Linked DNA regions of Sus scrofa: region 2 is linked to region 1. A link is a contact called in public Hi-C data. All regions are on one chromosome and are shown on one strand. Each heading gives the region's core, a stretch centred on a gene start, on an enhancer-like site or on the middle of the called end of the contact. The rest is flanking DNA. Distances are from core to core; before and after follow the strand shown. Region 1 overlaps MYOM1 (myomesin-1). Region 2 has its middle 21 kb from the start of LPIN2.

What was found. A called contact is a pair of places that touch in the nucleus more often than the background predicts.
Region 2: a contact with region 1 is called in a Hi-C map of liver, with 2.6 times the contacts expected there. The contact joins two enhancer-like sites. A contact is called at or near these places in 1 of 5 promoter capture datasets (liver), 8 of 47 Hi-C or Micro-C datasets (blood, embryonic fibroblasts, epiblast stem cells and 2 more) and 1 of 2 datasets of contacts at active chromatin or transcription factors (alveolar macrophages).

What each region holds. Positions count from the first base shown.
Region 1 is chr6:103,545,376-103,547,904 of Sscrofa11.1, forward strand. MYOM1 (myomesin-1) reads left to right here. Exons shown (of 37, transcript XM_005665300.3): 20 at 1,543-1,727. Among named protein-coding and RNA genes, the nearest start is that of MYOM1, 95 kb to the left of the region's middle. Within about 2 kb of position 1,261, at least 20 of the 83 cell types and tissues checked have an H3K27ac peak or open chromatin away from gene starts, as enhancers often do. A contact at or near this core is called in liver, where this site is marked.
Region 2 is chr6:103,665,201-103,667,729 of Sscrofa11.1, forward strand. It overlaps a transcript of LPIN2 not described here. Among named protein-coding and RNA genes, the nearest start is that of LPIN2, 21 kb to the right of the region's middle. Within about 2 kb of position 1,266, at least 15 of the 83 cell types and tissues checked have an H3K27ac peak or open chromatin away from gene starts, as enhancers often do. A contact at or near this core is called in liver, where this site is marked.

The DNA.
Region 1 (2,529 bases), core at 11-2,510:
GTGACTAGAGACCAAGAAATTCTGAGCAGATCTGTGAAAAATGGTTTGAAAGATAAAGTTGGCAAAAGAGATTGCAGGGTGAGTGCTGCCAACTCAGGAGAAAAGAACAGGGCAGGCCTCCAGCCCCAGACTTCTCTTTTCCCATATCCACCCTTGTGTTACTGAAAAGTGTTGGGCAAGCCATGAATCAGGAAAGCTTGATGATAGACTAGAGCACTTAGAACGTTTTATCATCCCTTTGCTTTACAGATGAAGAAAAAGACTCAGGTTCTGAAACCCAGGAGCTCACACAGGTAGTAAGTGGCCGATAGGGTGGGAAACAAGCTATTCTCCTTCCTAGACAAGAGGGGCCAGGAAGCAGCACAGTGGTCCTTTTCTGAGGAGCAGGGCACCTGTTTGGGTGCCTCTCTGGCGCCTGAGGGCGATACAGGACGATGGTTGTGAAAGCCCTTTGCAAAACAGAACACACCACACCAGGGCAAAGTACTGGCATGATTATTTAAACCTATTTCCACACAAGGCATCATCAGGAGACAAGGGTGACTCATTGTGACTGTTAAGGCAAGGTAAACGGCCCAACAAATATCAAGCGATCAATTGCAAAATGCCAAAGTCTAGACCTTAGAGTCTGCATTTGTAATTGGCTCTCAGGCCACTGTGAGTCAGTCCAGGTGATTTTGACTGGTTGGTTAGAAATCACTTGTTATTTAAAAAAAAAAAAAAAAAAAAAAAAAAAAAGGGGGAAGAAAGAAAATAAATAACCATATCACATGCTAGGTAGTTGGGACTCTCCCAGGAGTGCAAAGAGCATACACACAGGGAACACTTGGTTTCCCTCCTGAACAGGTTGATCGAGTTCCTCGTCTTCTCTGAGTTTTCTGTTAATTATCTTAGGAATGAATGAGAGAAAAGAATGTGAAGTACCTGGCAGGGTTTAGCACAGATTCAAGGCCCATGGGATTGACTATATTTGGGGGTAAGGTCTTTGTAAAGCATAATGGCAGTTGGTTTTTACCCCTATACAGGATACATGCTTTACAGAAAAGACTACCCTCCAGTGAGGAGCTATTTTGCAATATTTTTCTTTTTCTATATTCTTATGCCATCAAATAGAGTTACTTTCTTTATCCTACTGGAGATTGGGGGGAGTTTTCGGATTGTCATCCCCAAATAATCTGAAACTGAATCTGCAACTACATCAAAACATTCTGATAAAAGGTGAGGAACACAGGCCTGGCAACAGCCTGGAGTCAAGGCTTCATCCAGCCGCTGGAGGGCACCTTGAACTGGCCTTAACCACTTGCTGCCCATTTAGGGGCTTAACTGGCTGATGTAGAGCTGCTGAGGAAACTTGATATGAAATGACCACAAAATACCTATTTCTGTTGGAATGGTAGATTTTACAAAAGAAGAACACCAGCCTCAGATTCAGCTGTAAGTGCTGAATCTGTATGTGTATACCTGTGGTGCTAGGTTTACACATATTGGAGTTTTCTTGTTTCCATTATGATTGTCACACACTGGGCTCTCTCTCCCTCTCAGGACCACCACACAGCCTCAAGTATAGTGAAGTCAGGAATACGTCCCTGGTTCTGCAGTGGAAGCCTCCCATCCACTCAGGACGGACCCCCGTCACTGGCTACTTTGTGGACATGAAGGAAGCCAATGCCAAAGAGGACCACTGGCGAGGACTTAATGAGGCGGCTCTTAAAAACACGTACCTGAAGGTAAAAGGATGCTCATGGTTTGAGAAACCATTTTTTTTTTTCTTCTCTTTGTAGCCACACTTGTGTCATATGGAAGTTCCTGGACTAGGGGACAGTTTGGCACTGCAGCTGCCCCACAGCAATGCTGGATCCAAGCTACATCTGAGACCTACGCCACAGCTCATGGCAACACTGGACCCTTAACCCACTGAACAGGGCCAGGGATTGAACCTGTATCCTCACAGACACCATGTTGGGTTCCCAACCTGCTGAGTCACAATGGGAACTCCAAGAAACCTTTTTTTTTTTTTTTTTTTTTTTTTAAGACAAAGAAAAAGAGAAAAAAGAAGGTTCTTCTAAAAACATTAACTTTTGAAGTTAGCGAGATCAGAGTTCCCGTCACAGCTCAGTGGTAACAAACCCAACTAGTATCCATGAGGATGCAGGTTTGATCCCTGGCCTCACTCAGTATGTTGAGTCCAGTGTTGCTGTGAGCTGTGGTGTAGGTCACAGACACAGCTCCAATCTGGCATTGCTGTGGCTGTGGTATATACAGGCAGCTACAGCCCCTAGCCTGGGAACCTCCATATGCCATGGGTGCGGCCTTTAAAAGACAAAAAAGTAAAATGAAGTTAGTGAGATCAAACAGAACCTTTCTTCTTTGGTCTATATCTTATGTTGGGTGCCTGGTAGGATCCCATTTCGCAGTGGTTGGAGTTTGGGGAAGCTTCTGATGCTTAAAGCAATTTGGTTGTGATCTAACTCGATTCCCTCAGCCAGGCTTTGGAAAACATCCCCAAGCTCGCTCTCTTTCCCTCCTTGC
Region 2 (2,529 bases), core at 16-2,515, 120 kb after region 1:
GGATATTTTGTCTTTAGTGATGTTTAGGCAGAGAAAGTTTAATAATTTGAACATTATTAAACATATGAGGATCAGCTAGTATATTGATGAATTAACCAAATACATTGATGGAATGATGAAAACTCCTGTCCCCCTCACCTCTCCATTGATGGAACTGTGGCCGAGTGTTCTTTCTTGTTCTCAAGATTGTCTTGGGACCCTAAAGTTGTGCTCCAATAGAAATATAATGGGAGCCACACATGTCATTTAAAATTCTCTAATAACATTAAAAAGTAAAAAAGAAAAGCAGATGAAGTTAATTTTAAAAATAGCTTATTTAACTTAGTATGTGCAAAATATCTTTATTTCAACAAGTAACCTATATAAAAAATTATATGATTTCACATTCTGCTTTCATCTTGTGTGTTTATGCTTACAGCACACTCAGTTGGCACTGGTCACATAGCAAACATAGCCATGTGGGTAATGCAGCACAGACCTAGACACTTGCATAAAATAGTATGTTTTAATTTAAAAATTAATGGACCTTGTCTGTATGTATGTTTTAGGTTTTTAGAAAAATTCTCTTGAAGTTTCTATAAATTGACTTTACTAAGAGCCAGAATGGAAAGACCAGGAATGTTTGAATTTTAGTATTATGTTGTCATACTCGTATTAAAGATGAATTGTTCATTATATTATTACTATTACTATGTGATAGTACCATTATAACATTAATGTAACTAGTGCTGTGTTAACATACAGTAACAAACTGTAATTTGTTCATTATTTACAGAGCTGAGCAGACTAGCTCCCATTCACAGTTGTGAAACTATATTGGGTCATGCCGATAAATAGCACCAAGTAAAACATTTCAGTGATTGAGTTCTATAAAGCATATGTAACCTGGCTGTCTTTGGGAAGCTCATTGATGCTTAGAAAATCTATGTAAACCATTTTCCTTTACATGGCTAATTTATTGACAGTTAAATTCACCATCTATGTAGTTATTTTATTTCTAAAAATGAGGATGTGATTGATTTAGAGAATCATTAACTCAATCCGTGTGCTTGTGATGGAAGCTGCAGTGACGGTCATGTGGCTGGGCAGGACTTGGTACCTATCAGTATAAACACACGGCACAGCCCGTCCCATGCCCCTTATCTCCTTCACAGGGAAGGGGTTGAGGCATTTTGAGCAAATCTTATTGGTAAAGTCATGCATGTATTGCCTTTTTTTTTTTTTTTTTTTTTTTTTTAAGAATCATTTCCTTTCAGTTTTAACCATATTACTGTGTCTGCAAACAGTTTGCACTCAGTCTGTCGGCAAAAGGACTTTCTGTTTTAATTACTGAGAAGTGTGCCTTCATGTCTGAAAAAAGGCATGCTGGTGACCTAGTTGAGTTTTAAGATGTTTTACTTAGAAGATGAGAATGAGGAGGGGGAGAAGATTGCTGAAGGTGGTGATCGCGGAAAGGCCCCTGCTGGTATCCTGGTGAGTTGCATCCACCAGCCTGGCCCCCTCCTCCCTCTGGGAAGCGCTGAGAGGAGGGGGTGGACACCCACCAGGGACAAGGCTGCCCCCTTGTTTTTGGAAAATGTAATATATCAGAGTGAATTTTATGAACTTTTAGATGTTGTGTTTATAGAAATCTCTGCCTGCCTGTTCTCCCTCATTCACTTCACACCATCTTTGTACCTTTTTTCTGTTTATTATTTAGCAATAACTTTCTGCCTAGAAGAAAATGAAGCTGCTGCTTTAAACTGAGGATTTTTTTGAAACTAGATTTCACACGAAATGTATCTAGTTTCACATTCTCTTTGCATCTAAGTGTAGTAGTTGAGAAATAAAAACCACTGAAAGGTTTTATGGGTTAATGTTTTTTTTTTTTTCTTCTACCTTTGAGACTTTTTTCGTCTGCCTTCCTCCACCCCCACCTCCAGCCCACCTCTGGTGACCGTAAATCTGATCTTTGCGGGAGCTTGTTTGTTTGTTTTATGATTTTTATTGTCCTAGTTAAATATTTTTGAAAACTAAACTAATATTTAAGAACTGGCATCTTATTCTGATATGTGACAGGGAAGAGTGACTGCCGTCTTTTTTCTCCTGTAATTGCAAACAAAAAAAATTTGCTCTCTTGAAATATGTGGGGAAAATGCTAATTGTCTGATTTTTTTTTTTTTCCTAGAGTTTCCTCTCTTCTTACAAGATATAAAACAAGTCATTAGAAAAGTGTAAGTTTTAGAAGTTAGCATTAAGGAAACAAAATCAGATGAACTAAGGACAATATAATTTTACCTGTGGAACCTTTTTCTTTAAATATAATCTGAAGTAAATGCAGTAGGTGAAGGTACTTTTGAGGAAATTGAGAGTGTACATTTTTGTGAAAACAAGTGTGAAATAAGACCAAAAATTACACACTTTCTAAAATTTGAGGCTCACAATTAGGGTGATTTTAGTTTTAAAATTGTACAAGTTTTTGTCACCTTTCAAAATGTTAAGGATTTGTGTGCTTTTTGCTCTTGGACCTGTTGGTAGAAATGCCTTTGC